2 separate regions of the Pan troglodytes genome follow, and region 1 is linked to region 2. The links are chromatin contacts, called in public HiChIP or PLAC-seq maps. All regions are on one chromosome and are shown on one strand. Each heading gives the region's core, a stretch centred on a gene start, on an enhancer-like site or on the middle of the called end of the contact. The rest is flanking DNA. Distances are from core to core; before and after follow the strand shown.

What was found. HiChIP or PLAC-seq counts read pairs in DNA pulled down with a chosen protein or histone mark.
Region 1: a contact with region 2 is called in an H3K4me3 HiChIP or PLAC-seq map of stem cell-derived excitatory neurons, with 3 times the contacts expected there. The contact joins the promoter of SPIN1 here to the promoter of NXNL2 in region 2. A contact is called at or near these places in 1 of 7 Hi-C or Micro-C datasets (blood) and 1 of 1 datasets of contacts at active chromatin or transcription factors (stem cell-derived excitatory neurons).

Annotation. Positions count from the first base shown.
Region 1 is chr11:50,089,644-50,093,189 of NHGRI_mPanTro3-v2.0_pri, reverse strand. It overlaps SPIN1 (spindlin 1), which reads left to right and starts at 1,658. Exons shown (of 6, transcript XM_016961098.4): 1 at 1,658-1,774.
Region 2 is chr11:49,943,061-49,946,688 of NHGRI_mPanTro3-v2.0_pri, reverse strand. It overlaps NXNL2 (nucleoredoxin like 2), which reads left to right and starts at 1,667. Exons shown (of 3, transcript XM_016961102.3): 1 at 1,667-2,358. The coding sequence starts at 2,057.

The sequences.
Region 1 (3,546 bases), core at 409-2,908, 150 kb before region 2:
GACGGAGATGGAGGTGGGGCTACATATTTGACTTTGAAGACGTTTTCCGTGAATTTTGGAGGAGTGTGTGTGCTACTGGCATCTAGTGGGTGGAGGCCAGGGATGCTGTCAAACATCCTACAAAGTATGGAACAGACCTCACATGAAAGGATTATCCCATCCCAAAAGCCAACACTGCTGAGGTGGAGAAACCCAGGGATCTCACCAATGAGATGAAATTTTCCAACCAGCAGACTTCTTGGCACCTACCTTCTTCCCATCCCTCTTTGTTTCGGAGATGACCCCACTATAAGACATTAAACAGGCCAGGCGCGGTGGCTCACGCCTGTAATCCTAGCACTTCAGGAGGCCGAGGCCAGCGGATTGCTGGAGGCCAGGAGTTTGAGACCGGCCTGGCCAACATGGCGAAACCCCGTCTCTACTAAAAATATTTTTAAAAATTAGCTGGACATGGTGGTGCGCGCCTGTAATCCCAGCTACTCGGGAGGCTGAAATGTGAGGATTGCTTGAACCCAGGAAGCGGAGGTTGCAGTGGGCCGAGATCATGCCACTGCACTGCAGCCTGGGGAACAGAGTGAGACTCCGTCTAAAAAAACAAAAAAGACATTAAATACACAAATGAAAGTGAGTAATTTCTCAACACTTGGTAACTTGTAAGTACAGCGATACACTTTTATATCTCAGTTTTGAAATTAGCCCTCTAGTTGGCCTGTGAACGTCCCATGCCTGCCAAGTGTGTCATCTGAGACAAGCACTTCAATTTGTTTGAGCAGGCATCTATCATTCTTATTTGTTAGAAAAGGTGCCAGTGAAACCCCAAAGAGTATTGCTAACTAATAACTGTGCTGCAGTTTAGAGTGTTCAAGGTGGTTTCCAGTAACATGTTCTGAAATTTGATCTGACAACGCTTTGGGAGGCGGTTTATTATGATGAGGCTGCGCTGTCGCACTCGAGGAACCGGGTCAGTGACCTGCTCCAGGACACGGGACTGGCGGGGAGGGGAGAGCGCCTGGACTCAGCCTCCAAGTCCCGCACTCGACTCTGCAGGAGTAAAAACTATTCTTGATCCTACCTCTCTCCCTTCTGCAAACAAGCAACAAAATGCTGAAAAGGCATCTTAACTGAAACGGAAGTCAAATGAATTCGCGTGCGATCATGGGAATTTTTGGCTCCTAACCTTGCGAGTAGAGCTGGGTGAGTTCCATTTGTGGTGGGGGAGTGGAAACAGGTTTCTGGGCTTGCAGAAGCCACATCCCGTCCCCACACAACCTAGGCCAGGCCAGGTGAGGCTCCGGGGCTCCAGCTAACCTGAGCTACCTGGGCTGGGCTTTGTGCGGGGAGGCAGCAAGCGGGGTGAGCGGGCGACGACGCCGGCCTCTACGTAGTGCGGTGGTGAAGACGTCTCTTCCAGGGAGTCACAGGAAGCAAATCCATCCTTTTAAAGGGCTCGCGTCCCGCGGCCCTGAACCGGCGCGCTGGAGCAGTAATGCGACGTTCTCCGAGGTTCAAGGCTCACGGCCCAGCCCTGTGATCCAGTTTCCTCAGTCTTCGCGGTGTGCACCACTCTGGACGACTTGCGGCTTACGTCCAGGACAAAGGGGGCTTGTCCTTTCTTCAACGTCCTACTGCGCAAAAACGAAGCCCTTCTCAGGCTGCCTGCCTTCCGGGAAAAGCTGCGCCCCGTCAGGAACCTGTGCCCCGCGCGCCTGCCGCCGCCCATTCCCGGCGCGCACCTGGCAGTCCCCGGCTCGAGCCCCGCCCTGCCGCCAGCCAGGTGAGAGGGGCCAGGCCCCGCCCCCGCCGGCCCCGCCCCGCCCCACTGCGCCTGCGCAGTCGGCCGTCGGCGCCAGGCGCCGGGGCGGCGCGGCCGTCGCAGTTCGGCGGGCGCAGTGCGCGTGCGCTCTGACTGTTGGGGGGCGGGCGGCGTCCGCGGCGAGGGAGCGGGGGCGGGGAGGCGCCGTCTGGCTCAGGCTGGGGCCAGCGGGAGCGCGAACGAGCGACGGCGGTACCCGTGGGCCTGTGGACTGCAGCCTCGGCGGTCACCAGGTGAGGCTCGCGCAGGGCGGGCGTGGGTCGTGAGGGGGTGCGGGCTGCGGGCGGGCCAGCGGTGCGGCGGTCTGCCCGGGGGCGCAGGTGAGCGCGGCCAGCGCGGGGCCCGGCGGAGCATTGTCCAGCGGGCGGCGCCCGCATAGCGCCCCCTGCCGGCCGGGCCGCGGCGGGGACCCGGGCTGGGCGGGCCTGGGCCTCGGGGCGGGCGCGCGCTCCTTTGTTCGCCGGCCCCCACTCCTCCGTCCCCCCATCCCCGCCGCCCCCCGCCAACATGGCCGCCACCCTCCCGTCCCCAGTTCCCCGGCCGCCGCCGGCCCCTTAGCGCGCGCTTTGTTTGGAGCCGGGCGGGGAGGCCGGCGGGCAGGGGGCGGCGGCGCTGCGCAGTCGGGCGCGGGGAGGGGGCGCTGCGCCAGAATGCAGGCGGGGAGGGGGAACGTTGCATAATCCCGGGCTGGCGACGGGGGCGGGGCGGGGGGAGGGGCGGGACCCCGGCGCGGCGGGTCGGGTCACCCCGGGGACGCGGGCCTGCCCTGGGGCCACCTCTCCCAGGCCCGGGGGATGGCCGCGGACCTTGTAAGTTGCAGGCTCCGCGGTTCGCGGCGCCGGAACGCCCACCGGCCAGTCCTCGCGCCCGCGCAGCCCCTTTCCTGATGCGCCGTCTCTTCGCCGCCCTCCGTGGGGGCGCGGCGAACGGGTTGCGTGCTCTGGAGAGAGACAGGCACTTTTCCTCTCCATCGTGAGTGACCTTGGGTGTATTCGTCAAGGAATGTGTTGAAACGAATTGTGCGATGCGGGAACTGCGCAGCGCCTCGGGTTTGGCTTTCTCGAGCATCTTATTGCATTGATTGTGCGTTCTCGATTTTACAGAGGTTCGTTTTGAGTAATGGCTTCAGTAATGTCATCGTATACGCATTTCAAAGTTTGTTTACGCAATTGTTTTTACATTTATTCTCTTTTTACTTATAATTTTTGAATCAGATTTTGTGTTTTGGAGAGATTTTCCGTACGTGGTGGAAGTGTTTTCACTCATGGTAAATATGGATTGTTTGGCAATTTTATCACGTTAATCACAAAACAATACCAGGAACATTTAAATGTCTTAAAGGATTTCACTCTACATGACTTGTGCCAGAGACGACACACGTACCAAAACGCGATTACCTGTCTTAACTTTTTTTCTGTTGGAATTTTCTGGAAGGAATTCCATGCAATCCGAAAGGATTAATGGAGGGTACAGTAATTGCTTTCTACATCGCTTTTGTTAAGCAGTGAAAATTAAACTTGGAGATTTATACCTAGATACACTGAGTTTTTTTAACACTCTTTTGAAGTGAAATTTTGGAAAGGGCAGGTGAAATGAGGCTTCTTCCAACCTCCCCACTCTCCCCCCTCAGCTTTAGTTAAAAGGCAAACACCAAAATATTGTAGTACCTGGTAATTTACAGAACGTTCGTTATCAGATTTGATAATTATATATTAAGGTTGTAAAGAATGTGT
Region 2 (3,628 bases), core at 418-2,917:
GTCTAGGTGTGGTGTGGACTTCTGCTGTGATAAGAGTCCATCCTCCCGGGAGGGAATTTACGACGATCAGTTTCTTTTGGAGGCTCCGTCTTTAGACAGGTAAGGGGAGAACGTCTCTCTGCATTTGCTATTTTTCAAGTGCCTCTCGCTCAAAATAATCAATATACCAAAGCGGCATATTTTAGGGTGGCATATTTTGGTTTCATTCACTGTCTTTAAGTTTTTGATATTTTGTTCATTATAAACTTCTTTTGCATTCATTTTGACTTTTTAAGATATTGTATTAAAACATTATTTACCTTGATTACTGAGTTTTTTGTCGCGCCCTTAAATTTTGCCCCTATGCGAGTGCCTCGCTCGCTTGCCTCCTTCTAGCCCGGGTCTGGCAGGGAGTTGAAATTCTTTTTCTCACTGCTGAATTCCCAGGGCCTACAACAGTGCTCGCCAAAAAATTAATACTCTTGGTTCTTCAAATAAAACATTCTGTAAGGACTGCTCCCAATTTCTTCCTGAACTTCACGAACCCTCCCAGCCAGGACACAGGATGTCAGGGGCAAACACCCTGAACCAACGGAGCTCAGGTTCCCTACCACCCCGCTCAAGCCCGCTCCAAGCCCAATTACCCTTCCCCTTCCTCGTCGTCCCATCCTCCCTGATGCCTCTTTCAAGGCGCTGGGCCGCGCGGCAAGAGCTCCAAGGCAAGATTCAAATGCCCTGGGGAGACGGCTGCGGGACACCTGCGGCGGGGCCCGGCAGGGAGCGCGAGACTGGAAGAGAGGCCAGGAGGGAAGGAGAGCGACGCAGGGTTTTGGGGGAGGGGCTGCGTGGGGCGCTGAAGGGGAGCGCGAGGAGTGGGAGGAAGTGAAGGAGGAGGAAGAGCACGGTGTGGGGGAAGCGCAGGAGGCAATAGGTGGGGCGGGACGGAGGGCAGGGCGCTGCGTCGGGAGAAAGTGTAGAGGCGCTGGGGAGAGTGCCCACGACGGGAGAGCCCAGGGGCGCGAGGGCGCGGGAGTGTGGGCGGGGCGCAGTGGGGATGGGGGTGGGGGCGCGGGATGTGGTAGGGGGCGTAGTGGGGGGAGAGTGCAGGAATGTGGGCAGGGCGCAGTGAGGGGAGGGTGCGGGAGTGTGAGCGGGGCGCAGTGGAGGGAGTGCGGGATGTGGGCTGGACAACCAGTGGGAGAGGGCGCGGGAGGTGGGCGGGGCGCAGTCGGGATGGGGGCGGGGGCGCGGGATGTCGGCGGGCCGCAGTGAGGGGGAGGGCGCGGGAGTGTGGGCGGGGCGCAGTGGGGGAGGGCGCGGGAGTGTGGGCGGGGCGCAGTGGGGGAGGGAGCGGGAGTGTGCGCGGGGCGCAGTGAGGGGAAACTGTGGAATGTGGGCGAGGCGCAGTTGGAGAAGAGTGCGGGGATGTGGGCGGGGCGCAGTGAGGGGAAACTGTGGAATGTGGGCGAGGCGCAGTTGGAGGAGAGTGCGGGGATGTGGGCGGGGTGCGGTGGGGGAGGGTGCGGAGATGTGGGCGGGGCGCAGTGGGTCGAGAGTGTAGGGATGTGGGCCCAGCGCAGTGGGGGGACAGCGTGGGGACAGTGTGGGGATACGGGCGAGGCGCAGTGGGGGCGGGGGCGGGGATGTGGGCGGGGCGCAGTGGGTGGAGAGTGCGGGATGTGGGCGGGGCGCAGTTGGGGAGCATGCGGGGAATGTGGGCGGGGCGCAGTGGTGGGAGGGCGCAGGAGTGTGGGCGGGGCGCAGTTGGGGGAGGGTGCAGAGATCAGAGGGCTTGAGGTTGCCTGGCTGGCTCCCTTCCCAGAGGCGGGTGCCGCGCTGTCGCCCAGGTATCTGGGGTCTCTGGTGTCTGAGTGTCTCATTGTCGGCGCGAACACAATTGCTCCAGCCACAGGCGAGGCCTGGCCAAGGTGTGGGCGCATCTGGGGCAGGTCTTGAGAGGTCCAGCGCCCGGTGGTGCGGACAGAGGCGGGGCACCGCGGCGCTCGCCGCCGCCTCCCCGCAGGTGATCATCCTCCTGCAGGTGTCCTCGGGTCTCAGGTGGCTGCGCGTCTGCGCCATGGTTGACATTCTGGGCGGGCGGCACCTGGTGACCTGTAAGGGCGCGACGGTGGAGGCCGAGGCGGCGCTGCAGAACAAGGTGGTGGCACTGTACTTCGCGGCCGCCCGGTGCGCGCCGAGCCGCGACTTCACGCCGCTGCTCTGCGACTTCTATACGGCGCTGGTGGCCGAGGCACGGCGGCCCGCGCCCTTCGAAGTGGTCTTCGTGTCAGCCGACGGCAGCTCCCAGGAGATGCTGGACTTCATGCGCGAGCTGCATGGCGCCTGGCTGGCGCTGCCCTTCCACGACCCCTACCGGCAGTGAGTGGGGGTCCTGGGGGGGCGGGGGCCGCCCGGCACGTCTTCCCCATGTTCCCCCAGGCCTCCCCCTCTGCACTGGGGAGCTCTTTATGACGCCCCCCCTCCCCCACCACCTCCCCGTCTCTCGGTTCACGTCCGGGCTCCGGTAAATCACACTCAGTCTCAGTTTCAACCTCTCTTGGAGACCAGGGAGGGTGCAGACCAGATTCGAAAACCCAGGGCATCGGCACCCCAAGGGGGCTCGTGGAGCATGGACGCGGGCGCGTTTCTGCCTGGGGTCTGGAGCTCCGGGAATCTGCATTGCGAAGGAGCTCCCAGTGGTGTTGATGCTGTGGGTTCGCGGGCTCGGCTCCGGGAACCGCCGGCCCAATCAGCCCTGGACTCCCGGCGCCGCTGCGTCATCCTCCCAGTTAGTGGGCAGGAAGCACAGGGACATGACCCGGTGTCTGGATGCGGGGATGAGGGATGACCCGCGAGGACATCAGCTCTGTGACAGGCACCCACAGTGCAGGCCGTGGTTGGTTTGCTAGGAGGGAGGGACGGGGGCTTCAAGGCTGGCAGGAACCCAGGTGCTGGCCACCTTTGCGGTTTCATTTTTACCGACACTGATGGAATTTCACCACTAGAGAAGCATAAAACTCATTTCTATAAACTTTATTACTCTAACTGTTGCAAAGGAGGGGGTAGGGATTGGCAGAGAGGGGATTACAGGGATTGATTGTTCTGCTTTTGGGGTGGGTCTCCTGTGGTCTCCTATGGTGTAAGAGTCCAGACTTAGGTTTAAAGCAGGCCTCGTCAAGTATGTTGTCCTGGCCACCCCCTTCTAGGTACCAATGTGAATTTCTGGGTTTTGTTTTACAGCCTCACATTTCTGGAGATTATCATTAAGTTGTGGCATTACCCCCTAAACTGATTATCATGAGATGACATTCCTTCTGGAAAATGAAAACTGGAAGCTAACTTTGGAAAGTTTTGTAGATGAGTAATTAATGGGAAGAAATCTAATTATTCCCCCAAACATGATTTTTGGTGATTCCCAGTGAAAGAGGAGGCCCAGGCAGGGCACCGCCCAGCCTTCCAGGGGGGTAACCTGCTTCTGGGAGCCTCACTCACACCGGGACTCTGAAAGTTCTATTGATAATGAATCTCCAAGATGGGTGGTTCACTTTGCAAAAGGATTTCTTATAGAATCAGTTCAAGTGGTGCTTTTAAAAACAGGATTGGACTTGTTTAGTACTCAAGTTATTTGTAAGCTTTTGAAAGAACACAG